4 separate regions of the Mus musculus genome follow, and regions 1, 2 and 3 are each linked to region 4. A link is a contact called in public Hi-C and HiChIP or PLAC-seq data. All regions are on one chromosome and are shown on one strand. The core of a region is the stretch at or near the end of the contact, and the rest is flanking DNA. Distances in the headings are between cores, read along the strand shown.

Region 1 (2,700 bases), core at 198-2,697, 270 kb after region 4:
CCTGCTGACTAGGACAGAGGGACACCTAGGTGCCACCAGCAGTCAAGGCCATGCTGCCTAGGCCGCCTCAGGAGACCCCTGGCAGCTCTTGAGCCACTCACAGTACACAGGGCTCTGGGAACAGAGAATATATAGCTGGCAGTTGTCATTGAGAAGGCCTAAGTATCCCGGGCCCAGTAATGTCTCCAAATGAGCCCAGAGTGGTCTGTAAAGTTGTTTGGTCCCATGGTGCTCGGCTGAGGTAGAAGGAAGGATTCCTCCGTGTTTGGCTCTGTTCCACTAGAGCAGGGCCTCTCCCTGTCGTGATCCTATGTCTCAGGCATTCCCAGGGGCAGCTTGGAGGATGCTCTTAGCCAAATGTGACTGCCTATCTCCAGTATCACACTGGGAAAACACTAAGTGGTCCCTGACTTTTTGCAGTTGGTGGCTTCAGGACTAAGAACCCTCCAACCCCCAACCTGCCTGCCCCCACTTCCACTCTGTCTTCACATCCCTCTAGAACTCTCATGGCACTGAGCCTTCCACCTTAGAAAGAACAGACACTTGAGGAGCCTGCTAGAATCCCTAGGAGGGCAGAGAGATGGGGTCTTACCAGCTGGGCCCAGTGGGTGCTTTATTTATTGTGTTCTTTATCTCTCTTTACTCTGGTGACCTCAAACCTCCACTCTGATCCAGCCAGAGTTCCAGGTAACATGATACAAAAACACAGAACAACATATGTGGAGATATGTGTGCAGCTGCTAGGAACATGCTACAATTGGCAATGGTAGGTACCTGGTCCCTACACCTCCCTGCGGGGCGTCCCTAAGTGGGGCTGCACAGAGGTTCTGGAACCCAGCTGGACTCCATCTCAGAGCTGACTACTGCAAGATAGCAACAGAGATGTTTCCCTCGCCTCTCAGTGGAAACACACCTTCCTGGTGCTGCGTTCTGGGAGAGCCTCACTTTATATGGGAAACCAAGCTGGCTGTGGAGATTTGTCCGTTATACTCCTGCCTGGCACAGGCTGAGAATGACGCCTCTCCCCCACCCCTCTGATCTACTCTCTTGCCGTTGAAGGCCCTCAGGTGTCCCTGGGTAATGATGGTCTCTGTGGACCTTCTCATCAGGACTCTCTTAGTGTTGGCAGGGCCTCAGATGTCCTTCAGTAATGATAGTATCTGGAGACCTTCTCATCGGGGACTTGTCCAAGGACAGACAATTCTAAGAAGAGTCTCTGACCTCAGGGAAACATCAGCTGGCAAGGCCAAGGCTACTTCCCTGCCCTGCCCTGCCCTGAGGTCCCGGGGCTCTCAGAGACTCAGTCTCTCCCGATAGCAACATCTGAAGGCTAAAAACAGGGAGACTCGGGAAGGAACGGGGTCCTGGTGTCTCCTGGCATCTCTCTGGCACTTCCCTCTAGCAAATGCCCGATAAGATTGCTGAATTCAGAAGGGCGTGTGTTTGCCGCCCCCTTGTGGCTGTCCGAGGACCTCACACGGGCACATGAAAGGCCAGTGACAAAACTTCAGGCACCCACAGAACCTTCTGTTGTGGCTGTACTGAAGGTCCAGTTCTCCAGGCAGTGGGTCCTAGAGATGACCAGTGAGGAGGGCACAACAGCCCAGGGCATGGGCATCCATCCTACAAAGCTGCCCCTTTACCTACACAGGAGGTCTTTCAATATTCTGAACAATCCAAACAGCTAGATACATGAAACTGCTGAAGCCTTACCCACCACTTCCTGCACACAGTAACTGGGTCTGGCACAGTGTGTAGTGCCGCTATCGAGACCGGGTTTCTCTGTATAGCCCTAGTGCCGCTATCGAGACAGGGTTTCTCTGTATAGCCCTGGCTGTCCTGGAACTTACTTTGTAGACCAGGCTGGTCTCGAACTCAGAAATTCGCCTGCCTCTGCCTCCCAAGGGCTGGGATTAAAGGCGTGCATCACCATGCCCGGCTTTAAAAAAAAAAAAAGGCAGGGACTTCTTTTTCTTCTTCATAATTCTGTGGATCAAAGATTCTTCAAGGGTCTCACTCAGCATCTATACCTTTTTCCTCATATGTTAAAAACACTCACTTTTTGCATAAAGGAATCTATCTGAAGTCCTGTCTTGTCAGTCTGAATGCCACATGATGTCCCAGTGGAGGCATCAGTAAGTGGAATAATGGCCCCTCGCCCCAAGCACTGGCCACTGGTCCAGTTGACAGTCCTGAAACTGGAGAGGAAGGGGCAGGAAGGTAACCTGGTGTGAATGCATGGGGACAGGCTTCATGCAGGGTGTGAGGGACACAAAACTATCTGTGCTGGCTGATGTGTGAGTGCACTCACGAGTTTATTTCTAAAAGGAGATACAAATTTGAAAGAAACCCAAACTAACCCTATTTCTAGAATACATGATCCTATCCTTAAAAGATTCTAAAGGGAGCTGGAGGGATGGCTCCGCAGTCAAGAGCACTGGCTGTTCTTCCAGGAAAGCCTGACTTCCTCAGCACCTGTGAAACAGATCACAACCATCTGTGACTCTGGTCCCTGGGGAATCTGCCGCCCTCTTCTGGCCTTTGAGGGTAACCAGCACACATATGGTACACAAACATACATGCGGGCAAAACTTTTATACAATAAGAAAAATGAAGTAAAACACTCTTAACTTGGTAAAGAGCGAAGCCCGGGATACAAAGGCGACAGATAAAGCCCTGTCGCTTTCCTGTGCACCAATA
Region 2 (2,700 bases), core at 6-2,505, 290 kb before region 4:
CCGTCCGCACCTGCTTAGACACTTGAAGGTAATCCTAGAGGCAGATTGTCTCACTGCTGATTGGTTGTAAATAAAGATCTCACAGCCAATAGCTGGAGCCGGAAATGGAGGGTGGGACTTCTGGGCACGGAGATTGCGGCAAAGGGAGAGCCGACCCAGAGGGAACAGACAAGGACTGAAGATGAGCAGAGAAAGCTATAGAGCTAGCCATGTGGCCAGTTGTAGGCTAGTTAGTCAGGTTAGGTATAGAATAGCCAGGAGACTGCCCAAGCAAAAGGCCTCGGCTTCAAACTATATAGAAGACTCCATGCGATTATTTATACTGCTGATTGTGTCGGAGAAAGTCCCACTATAGCCATGGCATAACACCCAGCTTCCTCCCACTAGCACCCCTCTCTTAAGGAGCCCACCACCTCCCAGTTGTGTGACACCGGGGATCAAGTTTGGGCTTCGGGGTATTTCAGATCAAAATTGTAGCACGAGTTCACTGAACAAGCTGGGCTCCCTTTGACGTCCTCTCTCAGGGTCACCCCACCCTATCCCTTGGATAAAATCCTGAGCTGGAATCATGGTTCTTCCAGCCTTTCTCATAGAATGGGACCTCTATCGAGGCGGATCGTCTAATGTTCCCACAGGCCCTCTGCAGGAGTGTGGCCTCCCTGCTAACACTGCGCACCCTGATATTTTTATACACCAGAAAAATGATTTTAATCACGTGTAAGAATACAGGGTGGCTCGTGAGGTTGCCTGACTGTAGAGGGACCCATAACACAGAGAGAAAGATGAAAGAGAAAGACCACCCAGGAGGTCCACAGAGTGAAGAGTTCCGTCTCTCCAGGCCCACAGACAAGGGGGATTCACGGTGCATTTAGGAAAGTAACCCCACACCTACCTGGTGTCCTAGAAAACGTCCTGATAATACTAAACTCTAAACTCTTTTGTTCCCATCCTAGAGCCCTTAGGAATTGAGTCAGCCACAAACTTCTGAATAGGGACCTGCCCCTCCACGAAACAACTGCTTTCTTGACCCAAGCGCCAACCGTATCTCCTTGCAGCAGTCTGTGGAAGGAGGGGACACCCCTCTCACCCAATTTCTCTTCTTCAGTGTTTGCTATTTCTCGTCAAGACCCAAGCTACACCTCAAATTTTGAACCCCATCCATTACCTCAGAAGTCATCCACACTGCCCCAATGGCGGCGGAAGACAGGGGTTCATGGTCTGTCAGTTCTTACTTATGAACACTAGGTGGCGACATTGCAATGGGAAGATGAAACATTGCTGCGTTCCTATGAGAAACCAACACGCTGGTGAAGAGATTGGTTTATACACCAGGATAACAAGCCCAGCGGCTGGACTGTATGTCGATGCCGATGCGATGCCGAGCTGAGCGAGTGTATGAGGTGCTTGTTAGTAGGGAGTTGCCTGTATTTGATCGTTACGCGATCTCCCGCAGAGCGCCATCCTGTCACCGCAAGTTTTCCCAGGGAGAGACCAAATAGGTCATCTTGAAATCAATTTATTGTAGTCCCTGAAACCTATGTCATAATAATCTCTAAGACAACTCCGAGACCAGGATTAATAAAGACACACAGTCTCTTGTAAACTGCTGGGAGAATAGGCGTCAGGTATTCTCATCAGAAACAATGACTGCGGGGTAGATATATTAGTTGGCTTGATCTGGTCATTTCATAGTGCAGAGATAACACCAAAACATTGAGCCGCACCCAATCAATAGCTATAATTACTTGTGAGTTAAAAAATAATAATAAAACAGGAAAGTAAAACGTAAAAGAACTAAAAGCAAAAAGAAGTCTACAGGTGTCTCTGTGTCGGGACACACATTTCTGAGTTTGGCTGACTTGCCCACATTCCTAGGAAGGACGTAGGTGTGGCTGTATGATCAACTTCAGCAGTTTTAAGTGCCTACTATGTGCTTTGGTCCCAAGGCTCCTGCAAGCCTCAGGAAAGCCCAGTTTTCTCATATTCTACCCTCAGACGTGCAAATAGAGACTCTGAGACTGGGAATTTGAGGGAAGCAGGAAGGTGGCTGTTCCCTGTTCCCTGTCCACCCTATCATGCTATACAACCAGGACCACTCCTGAAAGTTGACCCGGGAGGTCCTGGGATCCTGAGGGCACTCAGCTTCCCTCTTGCAGGCACTCTAGCTGAATCTGTGGATCTCCTCTGCCCCCTGACCCTTGGTGCCTGGCTGAACTTTCCCATCAAGACAGCCCAGAAGAAGAGGGACTCTGACACTCAGCCAGGTACCACTCACCTTCAGGTCTGTCCTCTACGCACAGGATCATGGAGACAATGGCTTTCGCCCCAGCTCATGGGTCTTTCCTCAAATGTTTATCCCCCAAAGGCAGGGAGGAGTAACAGTTGTGCTGTCCTCTGAGCTCCTGTGCAGCAGGAGACAGAGACTCTGCACCCAAGCAGAGAAAGCCCACGAGGCAGGCACCCAGGAGTTAACTCCAGCACCACAATACCTCCTAGCTCCCCTTCATTCTTTGGATCCCAAGTGATGGCCAGAGATCACTCTTCTTGTATTAAAAACCAACAATAATTAAACACCCTGCAGTGGCCTGAGAAGGAACCTCTAAACAGTCTTAGCCAACTTTTCTTCCCGCAGCAGCAGGGGGCGCTGCTGGGGCTGGAGGTCACTAGGTGTCCACTTTGCCAGAAAACTCTTTAAGCTTG
Region 3 (2,749 bases), core at 95-2,594, 370 kb before region 4:
CGTGGCCCCCGGTGTTTATATATAGGTGGCCCTCCCTACCGTCCCTGCTACAAGTCACTATGTGGGCACTACTACTTCCCACAAGAGAAATTAGTTCTAACTTGTGTAGGCGACAGCTCTGTTGCTGTTGCTGTTGCACGTGGGAGTCATGTGCAACTGAATCTAGCTACATTAACTCCTGCCTGCAATATCCTGCCTGTCAACTCCGCTTCCACGCCACTGGCGCTTCTCCTTTTGCAATTAACATCTTTCTTGAAAATTATTCCTGGCCCACTCAAGCTCTGTTCGCTACTTTGGATAAGGTTTGATGCAACATTAGACTTGGTATGTGTGAGAATGCTGCTATCCTCTCACAGTTATACTGCAGAGGCACAGTCGATGGGCAGCTTGTAACTTTGGGTTTAAGAAGTATTGGAAGTCTGGCTGGATAAAGAAAAAAAAATGATAGCTGTTATCATAAACTCTGGTCTTGAAACCTGTCTTGGGTACTATGGGAGGATGCTGGTACAGGCAACAGCTAGGATACTGGGATCCATATTTGTTCTACAAAGCAGACAAGCCATAGCCTAGTGAGTCTATGGGGAACAATGATGTCAGACAATGATGTGCGTTATAAAGCCAAAAAAAAAAAAAAAAAAAAAAAAAAAAAGAGATGGGCAGTGACATGGGGCGCAGTCTTCCACGTAGTTACAGAAAGTTCTAAAGGAAGTGATATTTAATAAAACACACATGTAAGTGCTGAGGAGGGACTGAGTTGGGTAAAGTACTTGCAAGTGTGAGGACCAAAGTTTGCATCTCCATAAACTACACAAGAGCATGCATGTCTATAATCCCAGGAGTCCTACGGCCAAATCAAGTGGAGAAGAATTTCTGGAAGCCCAAGGGCCTCTAATCTGGTTTATGTGATACAAACAAGAGACACTGTGTCAAACAACTCCTGAAGTTTGCCTTTTGACCTCCACATGTTATGGCAAATGTATGTGTCACATTCACATACAGAAATGCACTTATACACAGATAAAGACTAAACACAAAAACAAATGTAATCACAGTACTTTGGGATTTTCTGAGTATAATACTTATATGTATTTTTGATTGTATATCATCAAGTTATAATCTAATCTGAAATTTTCTTATGAAAAGGTGTACCTGCTTGTATTATGAATGCTAACTATGCTCCCCCAAAAAACTGTTTGCACGATAGGGTCTGCACATAGCTTCTGGGAACCTGCCCTCAGTTAGCTCTGACTGGTAAATAAAGAAAGCAGCAGCTGAGAGCTGGGGAGGACAGACAGAGGCGAGAGCTTGGCGTTTCCTGGGCTTGGGACGGGAGGAGAGGAAGGGGAGATGGCTTAGGAGAGTGTGGAGGGAGGAGAGACAGAGTCTGCCATGGGGTAGAGAAGCAAGGAGAGCACCCAGATGTCTAATTGGAGTGAAGAGTAACCAAGATGGAACATAAGAATTAATAAGTGGTAACTAGGAATTACTGGCAGAGGTAGGTTCTTGTTGGGGCCCCAGAAGCCTCTGGAATCTTGTTCCAGGGCCATTATCTAACACTCTTTTGCTTCTTCCACTATCTTGCTTCCGTTTTGTAATTGACTCAGGACATTTACAATGTGGGGCATTCCTTTCCCTTTACAATGAGGGCACTCCTTTCTGGACCTTTTACAATGGGGACATTCCTTTGACCTTAGTGTGTTACCTAGCACTGTGGTTTGGCCTGTGTACCTGAGCAAATTCTGTTTGCGGTTTTCAGCTTTAAAAAGCCCCCCATCTCCCCTGAGTAAACGAGGCTTGAACAGAATTTTTGTCTTGCATCCTTCTTTTGTGTCTTCTAATCCCAAAATTTGTTGTTGTAGCTCCCTTCCCTCGAGAATCCTGTTGTTTAAACAAGTCCTGCAGGTTGGGGCAGGTTCTCGCAGCGTGGAGGCCAGCTATTGTGCTGCTTAAGGCATATAAAAATATAAAGGCTGTGTATGTGTGTCTCACTTGGGAACATAAATGTTTGAGGTGGGAAGTGACCCCCCCCCCTTCAAGCTGGGATTCATTAATAATTAATTCAACAAAAAAGAGGAAAAAAATAAAGACTTACTTCTAATAGATTTGCACTTTTTTCCTCAATGGTACATTGTAACAGGTTGTAGCTCATTTGTATGATGCCATCAACATATGGTAAGCATGCTAATTGATAATCCAGACTATTCACATAAAAAATTCCAATACGTATCTCAATAGTCATGGTCACGATTTGCTTTAGGTAGCTTCTGAATTTATGTATTATTCTTTTAAACTCGATGGATGTCAAGTTCGTCATGAATGGCAGTTTTGTAGTCATGACTTTGGCCTTTTCTACTATGTAACAATATTTCAGAAACCTGCAGCTGTAGTCGCTAACCAAGCCCACTGAATTACCAATAATAGTCAGCAGAGTCACAATCTGTGAATGAAAACGTCAAGATGGTTAGCATGTTCCACCTGGAAATAGAAGCCTTACTAAAAGCTTTTATCTGCATTGTTGGGCAAGCTGATGGTTACTGTCAAATGATGGTCTTTGTACAATTCATTCTGTTTAGAACTGGAATTAAATATTGCCATATGTTGGAAACAAGACTAAGAAAAATAGATAACATGACTTTCATGCAAAGGTTACTCAGATATTTAATTTGTAATCAAGGTATTATTTTGAACTATGTCCTAGAGAGACCAACCATCTAGCTCACTGCCTGTCGTCCGACTTTCTCCTCACACA
Region 4 (2,712 bases), core at 115-2,614:
AAAGCAGGATGGACTTGGTGGTCCGAGATCTGTTTTGAGAGAGGTTGGGGACAGGATTCCAGGATTGAAGCCTACCAGAGCTGCTGAGAGTTCCAGAAAAGAATGTGAAGTGAAGGGGGAGGGGTGGATAATAGAGCAGGGAGCACAGGACCAGCCTCTCCCACCCAGAGGTCCCAGAAGTGCTGAGGAAGGGAACTTCCAGGGTGCCCAGGGCGAGGTTGGGGATCAATTTCCCTTAGAAAGTGGGGCAGGAACCCAGAATTTCACCCTGTTGGCATTCGAGTAACCGCCTACATTTCTAAAGAACACACCACAGTTTACAAATTACTTGCACAAAAAAAAATGTCCTGTTTCACTATGACAGGCAACCTGTGTTAGGCAACTTAAAAATCCTGCACTGAGCTGAGTTCACCGCGGGCCCAGTGAGGGTGGTTCTGTTACTGTCCCTCCCGTACTGGAAAACAGAGGCCAAGGTCAGTTGTCATGTGGCAACATTGGGGTTGGAGCCCAGATCTAATTCGGGAAGGACTCGCTTAAACCGCAGTCCCCAAACAACCTAAGAAGCAAGCAAGTTACTGTTAGCGCTTTGCAGGTGGAGAGGCTCGAGTGAGTATGGACTCTAGCAGGTTCACTCTGCTCATGGTTAAACCAGGTTTCCAGACGTGAGTAGCACAGAGGATTTGCAGGAGGGCCGCGGGTAGACACACCCGAAGCCCGGGTCTGTCTATCTAAGTTCCACAGCTGCCGTACACACCCGTACAGCCTTGGGGAGAAATATTCCAGATTACCAAACACAGCGCTTGTACAATAATCAGGTTGTGCGAAGACCAGATTAGGGAAGACCCACCCCGTGTAGAGCCCCGAGGCTCGAAACCCTCCGGATGGTACTGGCTAGGGCTGGTGATACCTCCTCACCCAGAACCTGGAATTAAGGGAGGCGGGTTCTGCTCCTCTAGAGCCCAAACCCGAGGAAGGAAATGGAAGGGTGGGATGGTGTCAGACGGAAGGGAAAGCAGAGAAGAGGAAGACCAAAGCCAGCAAGGGGGAAGGGGAGGCTCAATGGTCTACGCCCTGACTGTGCGGCAGATGCATGAGGCCCCAAGACTCTGCCTGGCAAGTGCAGACTGATTGCATAGGATCAAATACCGTGCAAGGTTAGTACACCGTGTCCTAGGTAGAGAGGAGGATTTTAATACAGAATAAAGGCCGCCCTCTTTCCTGCCCTCCTCCCACAGAGGGGGGGGAGGGGGGTGACTGGCCCTGGCAGGTCGCCTGTCCCCGCCCCGCGCCCTCCCCAGAGCCTCCTGCCCGCTGAGGTCGCCGCCCAGCAAAGCCTGGGCACTCCTCCCTTGCTTGCCGCAGGTCTCGGCCCATCACCCGAGCCTGGTCCCACCCGCCAAACCACATACTTTCACCTCCGTCTCACCCTTCCCTCCACCCTTCCCGTCTTCCTGGCCCAGTCCTCGCCACTCAGATGATTTTTAAGTCTGCCGCTTCCTTTCAATGGCTAGAGAAAGGATGGAAGGCTTGTGTTTGGCAGTGTTTAAATTACTCCAGAAAACACCCAGTGGCAAAGACAATAAAAGGGTACAGTTTCTTCGGCTGCTTCCGCAGGGCAGGGGGAGGGGTGGCCCGCTAACCTCCACCCACCTGCCGCCCGCCCGCCAGCTGTCTTCTGGGTGGACAGCACGGGGTCTCACCCCTGTCCCCTCCCCCCACCTCCTCTTTGGCAGGCTGGCAGCCTAGGCCAGCTGGATGGCTTGTCTCTACTCTGAGCTAGAAGGCTTCTGAAGTTAGCTGAGGCTCACAACTCTCATGCGCCTGCTGGGCGATCAAGACTTTTTACAAGGAGGGTGGCGCTATTGCCTCCTATCCGTGTCCATCAGAAACCCCTTCCTGACCAGCTTCGTTCCCACAAGCAACTGCGGCTGCTATCTCATGCCACCCGCGTATTCCAGCAGAGTTTGAGGAAGACCCTAATTTCCATTTCTTCCAGCAAATATGATTGCTTGACTCCAACTTCTGAGGTCCTGGGGAAGACAAGAGCCTGTGTCTGGGCTCATCTTAGCAGTTAGCTTGGAATCTGCTCACAACGGGTCACCCCCGGGGAAGTAAGTCCCTTGCTCACAACCTCGATGGCAACCATCCAGAACGAGAGAGAACTCTGCACACCTCAGCTCACCCTGCCTGTCCCCAGGAAGACTCACACTTGCCCATGCTCCTACCCGACCTCCTTCCAATCCTTTGTCTAAGGAACCTCCTGTAGCAGGACTGTCCTAGAAAGCATCCAGCTAAGAAAGACTTCTGCATTAAAGCATTACTTGCTACAGTAGAGCTACGTTCAAGCTTCTAAGTGACTGTCTGCTAATGATGTGACCTTGGGCAAGTCACTTAATCATGCTAAGATCCATGTTAGTCACCTGTCGATTTATCATCGATGCCAGAGTGCAGCCTGCTGCCCATATGAAAGGGGAGTGAACACAGCTTCCTCACCCCCATCTCTATTACAGATGGAGCCCAGCGCATCACAGGTGCTACTGAGCGCCCCTGACAGCTGGCCCGAGACACACCTCCACGCTGCTGCCTGAAGCAGCTCGAACTCCTCAGCTGCCTCTCAAGTGAAGTGGGAGTGGATTTCACTGCAGAGAGAGATTTTAGGGCGAGCCAATAAGACACACAGTTGGGGTTTATTAAGAAGGCATGCCAGCTTGA

The links. A called contact is a pair of places that touch in the nucleus more often than the background predicts. HiChIP or PLAC-seq counts read pairs in DNA pulled down with a chosen protein or histone mark.
Region 1: an H3K27ac HiChIP or PLAC-seq map of acute myeloid leukemia shows a contact between it and region 4, with 2.9 times the contacts expected there. The contact joins two enhancer-like sites. A contact is called at or near these places in 2 of 484 Hi-C or Micro-C datasets (the N1E-115 cell line and neurons), 7 of 115 datasets of contacts at active chromatin or transcription factors (the 230-238 cell line, acute myeloid leukemia, embryonic stem cells and 3 more) and 1 of 9 other capture datasets (embryonic stem cells).
Region 2: a Hi-C map of stem cell-derived neural stem cells shows a contact between it and region 4, with 4 times the contacts expected there. The contact joins two enhancer-like sites. A contact is called at or near these places in 1 of 15 datasets of contacts at CTCF or cohesin (the NIH/3T3 cell line), 10 of 484 Hi-C or Micro-C datasets (the 3T3-L1 cell line, cochlea, cranial neural crest and 6 more), 18 of 115 datasets of contacts at active chromatin or transcription factors (acute myeloid leukemia, bone marrow-derived macrophages, cardiomyocytes and 12 more) and 1 of 9 other capture datasets (embryonic stem cells).
Region 3: an H3K27ac HiChIP or PLAC-seq map of embryonic stem cells shows a contact between it and region 4, with 4 times the contacts expected there. The contact joins two enhancer-like sites. A contact is called at or near these places in 4 of 484 Hi-C or Micro-C datasets (the 3T3-L1 cell line, 3T3-L1-derived adipocytes, cortical neurons and 1 more), 12 of 115 datasets of contacts at active chromatin or transcription factors (acute myeloid leukemia, bone marrow-derived macrophages, cardiomyocytes and 6 more) and 1 of 9 other capture datasets (embryonic stem cells).

The regions. Positions count from the first base shown.
Region 1 is chr1:180,986,733-180,989,432 of GRCm38.p6, reverse strand. No RefSeq gene overlaps it. Among named protein-coding and RNA genes, the nearest start is that of Ephx1, 29 kb to the left of the region's middle. Within about 2 kb of position 1,447, at least 28 of the 459 cell types and tissues checked have an H3K27ac peak or open chromatin away from gene starts, as enhancers often do. A contact at or near this core is called in the 230-238 cell line, where this site is marked.
Region 2 is chr1:181,544,151-181,546,850 of GRCm38.p6, reverse strand. No RefSeq gene overlaps it. Among named protein-coding and RNA genes, the nearest start is that of Gm32767, 5.5 kb to the right of the region's middle. Within about 2 kb of position 1,255, at least 22 of the 459 cell types and tissues checked have an H3K27ac peak or open chromatin away from gene starts, as enhancers often do. A contact at or near this core is called in stem cell-derived neural stem cells, where this site is marked.
Region 3 is chr1:181,622,381-181,625,129 of GRCm38.p6, reverse strand. It overlaps Dnah14 (dynein, axonemal, heavy chain 14), which reads right to left. Exons shown (of 87, transcript NM_001377039.1): 18 at 2,093-2,437. The region is part of intron 2 of Gm33612 (a long non-coding RNA gene); the gene reads left to right. Among named protein-coding and RNA genes, the nearest start is that of Gm33612, 3.5 kb to the left of the region's middle. Within about 2 kb of position 1,344, at least 36 of the 459 cell types and tissues checked have an H3K27ac peak or open chromatin away from gene starts, as enhancers often do. A contact at or near this core is called in embryonic stem cells and pancreatic cancer cells, where this site is marked.
Region 4 is chr1:181,255,498-181,258,209 of GRCm38.p6, reverse strand. No RefSeq gene overlaps it. Among named protein-coding and RNA genes, the nearest start is that of Gm39718, 30 kb to the left of the region's middle. Within about 2 kb of position 1,364, at least 318 of the 459 cell types and tissues checked have an H3K27ac peak or open chromatin away from gene starts, as enhancers often do. A contact at or near this core is called in the 230-238 cell line, embryonic stem cells, pancreatic cancer cells and 1 more, where this site is marked.